Regions from separate parts of the Mus musculus genome. Here region 2 is linked to region 1. Evidence: chromatin contacts called from public Hi-C data. All regions are on one chromosome and are shown on one strand. The core of a region is the stretch at or near the end of the contact, and the rest is flanking DNA. Distances in the headings are between cores, read along the strand shown. Region 1 holds the start of Tfpt (TCF3 (E2A) fusion partner). Region 2 holds the start of Zfp28 (zinc finger protein 28).

Region 1 (5,605 bases), core at 1,133-3,632:
AGTGAGATCCGGTGACTCGTTGGCTCTACAGCATTATCCTTTCTGCTTTTCTGCTCCATCCTCCCAGCCGCCACCGGGCACTCAAGGCTATTTCACTCCTCCTGCCTTCACAGGTACTGCTCCATCTCCCTGGGACATTCCTTAAGTCTGTTTCTAGAAACCACACTTTATGCATAGACAATTAAATTGGTATTGAGTAATGTGGCCTCACATGTCCCTTTAGGTCATTAAAACTCTGAGGGCATTAAACAACCCCCCACCTCCACCCCAGAAGGGTGACAGTCTGCATGAATTGGGCCACCTCTGCTAGACAGGCTTTGTGTCCACTTCCCCCACTAGTTAAGACACCTGACATGAGCAGACCTGATTCATCAAACTTGACATCAGGCAGTCACGTTCTGTGACTTTCTTTGGCTTTACGGAACAAGAAGTTTCTCTGCCTGCCACTTGGAATCCCTGTAGAAGCTGGCTGGGAGACTCCCATCACTCAGTGAATTAACAGCCCTTGTTCCTTCCCCAGGGTTAGCACAAGTACTCAAATTCCAACAGGGGGCACTTCTTCCCTGACCCAATGCAGGGTTAGTCAGTCCCTTCTGTAGGGACTACAGAGTGGGCATGGTTGCTTCTGCCTCACACTCAGGAGGCTGAAAAAGGATGGTTGCTGAGAGTTCAAGGCCACTATAGGCTACCTAGTAACTTCTAGGCCAGTCTGAACTTCAGAGTGAAACCTTGTCTCCATATTTAAAAATATACGTACATACATGTGTACACACCCTGTCTGTGGATGTGGAAAAGGTCCTATAGTTCAGAGAACCCAGAGACAAGTCTTCTCACAATTAGAAAACACATCAGTTTTATAGTACAATATGCATGTTTATTTTTCTTTCTTCCTTTTTTTTAAACATAGGTGTTGTCTCACTTTCTTCTAAAAAAAATGTATGTATGCGTTTTGCCTGATGTGCATAATATATATATAATGCCCATGGAGAGCAGAAGATGTCAGATCACCAAGAACTGGAGTTACAGATAGTTATGACCCATGTGGATGCTAAGAACTAAACCCAAGACCTCTGGAAGAGCAGCAGATACTCTTAACTATCTCTCCAACTCCATGAATGTACCTATTTCTGAGACAGGGTTTTACCCAGGCTGACTCTGACCAGACTGGACTTGAACTCATTCATGTACCTGCTGCCTCAGTCTCCTAAGTGGTGAGATATAAACACATATCATGTCTGGGTACAATGCAGTATGTTTTCAGAGGGTCAGTAACTGGATTTAAAAAAAAAAAGAAGAATGAATGCTCTGAGGAAAGCTGAGGAGGGAGACACTTGGTGATAAAACCATAAGGAGCAAGAGAGTCGGGGAGTCAGAATGGGCAGAGGAAAGTGAGGGTGGGAGGCACCTTCCGACACGTTGGCTTGCTTGCTGATATACTCCTCAATCTTCATCATGATCTCAGCAAACTGATGAGGAAGGAGAGCACAGTCAGAAACTAGGCCTCTCAGAAAGAACTGCTCTCCGGCCACTCCTCCCTAGGAACGCTGACTTAAAGGGTGCCACCTCACCATCTTGCTGTCCCATAGCTTGGCAATGCTCTTGACTGAATCTCCAGAAAGATCCAGCTGGGTCTCCTCCTGTACATCCTCAATTGCTGGCTCCTCCTCCTCTTCTCCATAGCTTCCTCCTTCCTCTTCTTCTGCTGCCTCCTCGAGGTCAGCCAAGAGCTCATCAGCCAGAGACATCCCAAGGCCTATGGGAAAGGGAGAATGGGGTTCCCTAATACTGCATCTTGACCCTGTCCACTCATATCACCAGAAGGAGCACCTTCTCCCGGATCCCCTTAAGTTTCTTCTTCATCAGCTCCTGTAGCCGCACGCAGGCTCCACAGCTTGCTTAGTTCACGGAGGTTGTCTCCTGTTCCTACCCACACAGAACACAGCACATCCCTCCAGGTACCACCTGACCTGGCAACTTTTCCCCACACCTCTGGGTCTTTGAGCAACTATTCATCTTTGCCTAACCCGGCTCTTTGCTCCCTCACCCTGCCTTCAGTTCTTTCATTCCACCCGTCTGGCCCACGTGCCATATTTCAGCCTAAAGTTATGCTGTGATCCACTCACGTCTTGAATATTAGTTCTAAGGCGCTCCATACGTTTAATATTATTATTTATACTATGATTTAAGTCGCCCGCTACACTTTCTCCTCCAGTAGCTTGGCTTCCGGCCATCCCTTCTTCTCCATCACACTCACCGCTTCGATCCTCTCACAATCGTTTCCAAGAAATCTGCTTCCCCAGAGCTTCGGCTCTCTTTGATGACGTTTACTTGCCGCCGATAAATCTGTGTTTTGATTGGCCGTTTACGACATTTCCGGCAGCGTTTGGACAACAACTTTATTAGCAGCCGCCTCGCGGGACGGCGACCGGGAGTGCTGGGTTCTAGGGCTAGGGGAAGTCGTACGTCGCCGTGGATTGAGCCTGCTAAACAGAGATTCGCTTTGGCTAGTCGACACTGCGACAAGACAGGAGTAAAGAAGGTGACAACGTGGACGATCGGTGCAGGCGCTAGAGGATAAACCGAAGGCTTCAAGCCGCAATTTGGAGTCGGGTGCAAACGAAGGCAGAGTAGGAAACTTTAATTCCCAGTTTTCCTGTGTCGCAAGGCCTGATGGGAGAGGTAGTTTTGCGCAAGACTCCACCTCTCTGAGGCTTGAGGTGTCTCTTGACCAGAGAAATGGAGTTGGAACAGAGAGAGGGGTGAGTAGCTGAGCTTTGTGTAAACGGGGACTCCAAAAACAGCAACGATCGGCTGTAGTGCTCTCAGGGACGATGGGGAAGTTCGTGCAGTTGCTTTCTTTTCGAATCTCTGTGGGAGAACCGGAGGCAGTACTGGAGCATCGTAGGGGAGATTTGGAATTTGCTGTTCTTATGGATCTGAGAGCAAGGAGATTGGAGTGTGGGCTCCAAAGTCTGAGGGAGGAGGCTAGGGTCTGATTCCTCATTGTTAGGGACGAGGACTGGGGCCTGGATCCCTGGCAGTGACCAAGAAGGGCTAGGGTCTGGGCTTCTTGGTAGGAGGGAGGAGGGCTAGAGTCTGGGCTGCTGGGTGTGATGGAGGAGAGGGCTAGGATCTGGGCTCCAGGCTGGGGCCTGGACCTAAGTCCCCCTGGGAGGGACTTGGAGAGCCAGAATATAGGCTCCTAAAACTTCTTGGCCCTACAGGACCATGGCAGCCGTGGGCTTTGAAGAGTTCTCAGCGCCACCAGGCTCAGAGCTGGCTCTGCCTCCCCTGTTTGGTGGCCACATCCTAGAAAGTGAGCTAGAGACAGAAGTGGAATTTGTGTCCGGTGGTCTGGGTGATTCAGGACTCCGGGAGCGAGATGAAGAGGAAGAGGCAGCCCGGGGTCGAAGGCGTCGCCAGCGGGAACTAAATCGTAGAAAGTACCAGGCACTAGGTCGGCGCTGCCGGGAGATCGAGCAGGTAGGTAAGTGTGGATTCCCATTTGGGGGTCCTCTCGCCAGAACTGCCGCCTCGCTGCCGATGCCAACACCACCCCCTCCTCATACCGCCTCCTCCTCCTCCTCATGTCCTTCTTTTTCCCTTTCCTTTTGTACTTGAACAAGTGAACAGATCCATGTGGGTCTAAGTCTGTGCCAGGCACCCTAAGTAGTCTCTTCCAGAATATTTATATTCATTACTTTTCTTGTTGTGACCTGGGAAAAGCAACTTGGGGAAAGGCTTACATTGACTTGGAGTTTAAGGATCTGTGGCGGCAGAGAAGACACAGTGTCAGGGGCATGAGACAGTTGGTGATGTTGCATCCATAGGCAGGAAGCAGAGAGATGGAGAGATGACTACTGGCACTCAGCTTGACTTTCCCTTTTTATTCAGTTTATTCCAGCCCATGATATGGTGCTGCCCACATTTAGAGTAGATCTTCCTACCTCAATTAACCCACATGCCAAAGACATGCATAGGGTCTTGTCTCTTAGGTGATTTTTAGATCTTGTCAAGTTGAAAAATCAGTAATAACCATCACAGCATCAGATACTCTGCCTCTGGTATGTCACAGGTGACTCTCAGATTTCATTCACAGCCTCTCACCTAAGGCACCTCCAGGCTTGCCTACTCTGCCTCTTGAACCTCACTTGGGTCCTTCTTTTCTCAGATTAACTCATCGCGTGAGTCTTTAGTTCACCTCCTTAGTAAGAAGGAGGAAGGAGCTATGGGCAGAATGTAAGTAGGTCTTAGTAAGTCAGGAACACCAGAGAAGAAGTTTGGAATTTGCGCTTTGGATGAATGGGAGCTGGCAAGGGGTTTGAAACTAGTGCACAGACAGGAGGTGGAGGGGGGTGATAGGAGGGCTGGGGTGGAGGGCAGTGTCTCAGTTTCTCCTTTTCATGAGGACAAAGTTCAGGTTGGGCTCTGCACCAGTGACTTCTGTTGAGCCATGGCTGCTTCTGGCATTACTGTGTTTGCATGATGCTCACTTTTTGAAGTATTGGGTTAGGATTCCAACAAATCTTTGTTGGGTGTGGGTGACATCCTGAAACACGGTGTGTGCAAGTCCTGGAAAGGGAGAGGCTGAGGCTGAGGAGATTGGGAAGGGATTCTAAACACTGCTTAGCAAGTGTGGTACTAACAGAGTTCAGGAAGGGGAGAGCTGGACTTACAGGTGTTTGTAAGCTACCTAGTGCGGATGCTGAGATCTGAAATCTGGTGCTCTGAGAGAGAAGCAAGCTCTCTCCATACAGTATATGTTTGTTTATGTATACATATATATGTTTGTATATGTGTGTGTATATATAGATATAGAGAGATAGATTGACTGATATACACATACATACATACATACATACACATTTTATGTTTATGAGAGGTTGCCTCCATGTATGTCTATGTACCATGTGCATGCTTGGTGCCCACTGAGGTTGAACTAGGCTATTAGATCCCAGGAATTGTAGTTGAAATTGGTTGTTAGCTACTATGTGGGTACTGTGAATTGAATCTGGATCTTTTGGAAGAAAAACCAGTGCTCTTTATGGATGAGCCATCCCTCCAGCTCTCCCGTCCCCAAAGTGTGCATTCCTAACTGCTGAGCTCTTGCTCCATCCCCTAAGCCTCTGTTCTTAATTCCCCCCTACTAAGATCAGATTCCACGTGCACAAACCCAAAGTTCAGCTGAGTAATTTGCAAGAATCCACACAGCTGATGAATAGCAGAGCCTGGAAAGTGCAGGTCTTTCTGATCAGAAAGAACTTTAGCCTGTGTCCTAGGCACTGTTTGACTGAGTCTTGTCCTTTCCTTTCCATATCTAGGCTGGGGCCTTCAAAAAGTTCAAGGGCTGTTCCCTGATTCTGGAATGTTCTCCTCCTGACTTGCTTCTTATTTGTCTCCTGCCTGTCATTCAGGTGTTGGCTTAAAGATCTTCTTATGGCCCTAATTTCAGCAACCATTTTCTGGTCTAATAGTCTACTAGACATGTAGACTGTGTGACAAACACTTTGGTGTTTGTATTCATGATTTTTATGCTGCTGTGATCCCAGCACCCAACAAAAGCAACTTAGGGGAGGGAAGCCTTATTTCAGTTCGTGGTTTCATC
Region 2 (5,616 bases), core at 1,062-3,561, 2.8 Mb before region 1:
AGGACACCTTGTGGACTTCTGAGAAAAGAGCAGCAAGATCTGACCAGCAATGAACTCTCTGGCATTCAGAAGAGAAAGGAGTAGACACACACATCACAGAAACACAGAGCCACGAGATCAACGCATAAGGATAATTCTAGCCTTCGGAAGGCAGAGGCAAAAAGATCTCCATGAGTTCAAAGCTGTCCACATAGCAAGTCCCTGGTTTGTCAAGACTGCATAGTGAGCCCCTGTCTCAAAATCAAAGGAATAAGACAGAGGGCATCCCAGACCCAAGGTAGGGAAACTGGACTCTTGCACGATGCCTTGACTTTCTGTGAATTTTTCTGTTGTGGGCTCCTTGAGATCAAGAAATGTTTTTCAATTTAAAATTAGTTTTATAAATCCCATTACATTTATATGTGTGTATTTGTATGTGTGTCCAGGCACGTGTGTGAATGTCAGAGGAAAACTTCTCAGGCTCTCTCCCTCCTCCATGAGGCTCCTGGAAATCACACTCAGGTTGTCCGGACTGGCAGCAAGTAGTTTACTTCTGAGCCATCCCACCAGCCCAGTTAAAAATTGTGGGGGGTGTGTGTGTTGTATATGAGTGTCCAGCTTCCTGTGTTCTTGTCATAACCAGAATGCTGAGCTCCTTGCATTACTGCTTTGAGACAGGTTTTCCCACTGAATTAGAAGTTTACATTTTTGACTAAGCTGACTTGACCAGAGAGCTCTATAAATGTATCTGCCTCTGCTTGGAAATTCCAGTCTACAGGAACATACTTCCCTTCTTACACAGGCACTTGGGATTCAAACTCAGGTCCTTGTGCTTCCAGAGGAAGTACTCTTGCCCACTGAACCCTCTCTTCAACCCCCTAAGCAAGCCTTAACCACAATATATTTCTCCTCCAAGGTGAGCATCATAGAAACCAGGTGGAAGCACTGCAGCGTTTCTGAACATAAGAATCAGAAGAATATGATGGGAAACACCTTTAATTCCTGCACTCATAAGAGGCAGGCAGAGTTCTGTGAGTTCAAGACCAGCCTAGTCTATATAGTGTACATAGTGAGTTGCAGGGCAGCCAGAGCTATGTAGATAGACCTTATCCAAAACAAAAGACAAACAAACAAAAAAACCCTTCTGAGATAAATGGGACAATGAAAGGGATGAATCATTTCTTCAACCAAGAAGGAACAGTTGGGATGAAAAGGAAAGAGAATCAGTTTGAAGCTAGCCCTGTAGCCCATCACTCACCGGAGTAGGAAGAAACAGCACCCAGGACAGGTCTCTTAAACTGAAAACTTTTCACAGAAAATAAACACCATTAAGTATTGAAAAGGCAAGACTGTTTCAGGAAGCAAAGAGGAAATGTGACTCACCTGCGACTTGGCTTTATGTCTAGTCCCTGTAGGGGCAGCTTCCTGTTTGCGGTTTATCTCCTGGAGGAAGTTGGTATCTCTGGAAAACAGAGCTGGAGGAAAGGAAGGACTAGACACCAAATCTACACGAGACTACACCGTGCATGAGCAGAGATGCCAAACCCTTATTACCCTGTGCGGGAGTAAGGACAGGGTAGGATGTGGAATCAGGTTGTCTCTTTTCTCGTCTTACTTGCATGAATATATGTGCACCACGTGTGTGTGCCTGATGCCCACAAAGTTCAGAGGAGAATGTTCTATCCCCTGCAATAGGAGTTAGGGATGGTTGTGACTCACTATGTGGGTGCTAGGAACCTCTGCAAGAGGAACAAGTACAATGGCTAAGCCATCTCTTGTCGCACTGGGAGTTTCATTTCTTGAAGCATTGACATGGATACAAGTCTAAACTAAGTTGACCCTGTAGTTGTCAACGTCCCTCCAGCACCTCTGCCTGACTTCTCTGCCTCAAGTTGAGCTTTCGAGGATTGGTTATTTAACCATCACAATCACGCGCCCAGAGACACCATCTCCAGCACCAAGGCCTCGAGAACCATCGGACCTTACCCTTCCTTCACACCCAGAATAGATTCATCTTTGTCCACTCAGCCCAGAAACATGACACTCACCTTTGTGCGCGGTCCCCGAGGTCACTGCTCCTTGCTGATCCTGGGAGGCCAGGCTGTTCCTGGAGCGCGGCCTTCCCCGGTCGGGGCTCCCAGGAGCAACTACAGTCCCCGCCGCCGGACCTCCACCAGGCCTGGCCTTTGTGCAGAGGGCGCCACGCCCCAGGAGGGCCCAGGGTTCGCATGACACTACACTCGCCATTCCCTGCATGTCACGCGAGGGGCGCACGCTCTCCTAGCCAGGCTGCAGACACCCTTCAAGGCCGCTGCTCAGGGACACACCCCCGGCAACACCCACGCCCGCCACGCCCTCGCCAGCCACGCCCTCGCCCTGCCCAACCCCGCCCTAAAAGATCGGACCCTCAGGCAGTTCCTCCGGAACGCACCGGAAGTGGACTTTGCTTGAGCACAAGGCCCCCTGGGAAGTGTAGTCCCCAGCGGAGAAATCCTTTAGAGCCCAGCTGGTTTTTACAAGACCCTGTGGGAGAACCGCGGGACCCTGCCGGAAACACGAGTCCCGCGAAATTCAAAACAGTTCCTCAGAGGCTTCTGGGAGTCCTGGTGACAATTGGAGCGTACGAGTGCAGCGGCAGGGCTAGTGGCGCGCGATTTGAGGTTGTTTGGAGGAAGGGGAGTTGGAGGATGCTGTGAATTGGGCTGGGGCAATGCGGGCTTTTGGCAAGTCCACAGTGGTTCTGGTTGCATGTACTTTTCAGTTTGGGATTCAGTTGCTGCCATTGCAATCTTCACCTCTCCACTAGACCACCTCGACTTTAGTGCCTAGTGTTCAAAATGCCCCTCTGTATGTACTACCAAGTTTTAGGTCTGCAGGTTTCCCCAGGTTTTCTTCTGCGGTGCCTCTTTAATATGTTCACTCTTGCCTTTAATCGCAGTGCCCGGGAGTAAGAGACAGCCGGATCTCAGAATTCGAGACCAACCTGATCTGCAGAGCGAGTTCCAGGACAGTCAGGGCTACACAGAGAAACGGGGAAGCGGGGTGAGGTGAGGGGAGCGCAGTTTATTCTTTGTCGGTTTCATACATGTATATATACTGTATCTTGATCATATCCAACACATCTCCTCTCCCAACCATCCCCAATACTTCCACATTCCTTTTGCCACCCCACCACACTTTTTTTTTAAATATAGCCCTGTTAGTGCCGCCTACCAGTATACCAGTGGAGTGTGACATGAACAATCTACCAGAGGCCACATCCCCAAAGAAAAATGACTCCCACTCTCTCAGCTGCCATCATTTGCTTATAGCTCCTCAGCTAGGTGTGGAGGGGTACGCCCTTCCTCTATCAATGGCTATAATATTGATCGGCGCTGGTAATTACCAGCAATCTTGTGCTGGTAATCAGTTTCTATGAGTTCATGAGCACAACATGCCCAAAACCATTCCACAGCACTCCTTGCCATTCTCAGACTCTTACATTCTTTCTCCTTCGTCTAATACGATGTTCCCAGACCCTTGAGAAGGTATACAAGAATGTCCCATTTAGGACTGTGAGCTGCCTATTTTTGTCATTCAGTTATCATCTGAGAGAGTGTTGTGTGGCTCTGGATGTTCTGGAACTCACTCTGTAGACCAGGCTGGCCTCGAACTCGGAGATCTGCCTGCCTCTGCCTCTGGAAGGGCTGGTTTTAAAAGTGTGTGTCACTACCGCTGAGCAAGCAGAATATTCTTTATATAAAATGTTTGAGAACAAAAGTGTTATTTTTTTTTCTGAGTGGTAAATATGTGCATACCGTAATGAAATATTTTAGAAAAGAAACCAACATCTAAATATAAAACCATTTATGCTTCACAAACACCTCATATAACCAGAAGGAAATTTTATACTAAAAAATTCTTAAGCAAAAACAATATTGCAGCATTGTCACCACAAAGATTTTTTGAAAGGTTGGTTTATTATTTTATGTAAATGATGCTCTATCTGTATGTACATCCGCTTTCCAGAAGAGGGCATCAGATCCCAGGATAAATGGTTGTGAGCCACCATATGGTTGCTGGGAATTGAACTCAGGATTTTGGGAAGAGCAGACTGCTCTTAACATCTGAGCCATCTCTCCAGCCCCTGAAAGACTTGCTTTTATTTTATGTGGATGAGTGTTTTGTCTTCATGTATTGTGTGCATTGCGTGCCTACAGTTCTTGTGGAGCCCAGAAAAGAGCATCCCCTGGAAGTTGGGTTACAGACAGTTGTGAGCTGCTATATGGGTGCTGGGACCCAAATCCAAGTCCTCTGCAAAACCAGCAAGCGCTCTTAACCACTGAGCCATCTCGCCAGCCCTGGCAATTTGATAACAAATTGGGTGGGGGGTAGAGGAAGAGAATGAACTTAGGATAAACAAGGAAAGGCAGGCATACAGTCCAACAGAACCTACCATGAGATGGACTTTACAAAAACCACCCAGAGTCCTCTGGAACAACGAGAATGGAAGTTTGTGTCCCCTGTTTTCCTATTTCTGCAGTGTGTACTCATCTTGCATGTGATCTTTCAGTTTGTTTTTATCCAAGGCCTCGCTATGTAGCCCTGACTGCCCTAGAACTCTGTAAACCTGGCTGATCTCTAACTCAGAGACCCATCTGTCTCTACCTCCAGAGTGCTGAAATGAGATGTGTGTGCCTCCAAACACAGCCACAATCACCCTTTCAAATTTTACTTTTATTTATTTATTTGTATATATGCATTTGTAGGCTTGATTGCCCATGTGCGTGTGTGTGGAGACCATTAGTCGGTGTTGGGAGTCTGTCGCCCTCCACCTTACATTTTGAGATAGGATCTCATGGTAAGCCTGGGGCTCCCTGTTTCGGCTAGACTGGCCTGCTGGGGGCTTGTTAGTAAATATAAGAATGTTTCTTTTGTGACCTAGACTATATATACACATGTGTATTTTTTCCCAAATAAATTCTAATTCTTTGTTCCAGTCTTTAACTTCTAGGCACTTCCTAAAACAGATTCTACGTACCAGACCAGATTTAATTTCTTTACCAATAAGAAAACATAACCTTTAGGATCATTAGAAAGCTTCCATCTTAAATACACTACACATACTAATTGTTCCACCTGAAGACACTTTCAGTTTCTAAATTGTTGTCATCACCTAAGTTCCAAATTTGAGAGGCCATGGTTTAGAAATAATTTTTCTGGTCTAACACATTTTCTAAGCACCCCTATGGGTCAGTGTATTGAAGTCCTTTCATTTTATGTTCTCTTGGTATCTATTTCATTGAAGTTTTAACTTTCCCAGGCTGGAGGTGTAGGTCAGTCACCTTTGACACTTCCTAGTATCACACCATCCACAAGTGGCTCAAGCTGGTGCCAAGAACAAGAACCCGTCAAAGGGGGCTGCCTGCCTTCACTGCTCCCTTTAAATGCACTGCTGAAGATGGACTGGGCACATATGTCGCAATGATCACTTTCTACACCTGAGATGACCTCCCAGAACTCATGCCTGCTTGTTGCGACTCAACAAAGGAAATCTGTAACCCTGGGCCCAATAAAGCATTGGCTCAGGGATACCCCCTCATGTTCCTTTGCCTCTGTGTGTGGCCTCTCTGTGTTCTGTGCTGATGTGTCTCCTAA

What was found. Hi-C and Micro-C count contacts between places; a contact is called where the count stands out from the background.
Region 2: a Hi-C map of B cells shows a contact between it and region 1, with 6 read pairs. The contact joins the promoter of Zfp28 here to the promoter of Tfpt in region 1. A contact is called at or near these places in 2 of 39 promoter capture datasets (cranial neural crest and pre-B cells) and 1 of 484 Hi-C or Micro-C datasets (B cells).

What each region holds. Positions count from the first base shown.
Region 1 is chr7:3,626,706-3,632,310 of GRCm38.p6, reverse strand. Tfpt (TCF3 (E2A) fusion partner) reads left to right here and starts at 2,382. Exons shown (of 6, transcript NM_001290381.1): 1 at 2,382-2,759; 2 at 3,225-3,483. The coding sequence starts at 2,737. It overlaps Prpf31 (pre-mRNA processing factor 31), which reads right to left and starts at 2,326. Exons shown (of 14, transcript NM_027328.4): 1 at 2,255-2,326; 2 at 1,569-1,753; 3 at 1,406-1,466. The coding sequence starts at 1,745. Gm15927 (a long non-coding RNA gene) reads left to right here. Exons shown (of 6, transcript XR_003946711.1): 5 at 1-113; 6 at 908-1,240.
Region 2 is chr7:6,380,013-6,385,628 of GRCm38.p6, reverse strand. Zfp28 (zinc finger protein 28) reads right to left here and starts at 2,311. Exons shown (of 7, transcript NM_175247.3): 1 at 2,028-2,311; 2 at 1,363-1,454. The coding sequence starts at 2,235. Zfp78 (zinc finger protein 78) reads right to left here. Exons shown (of 5, transcript NM_001025163.1): 5 at 3,024-5,616.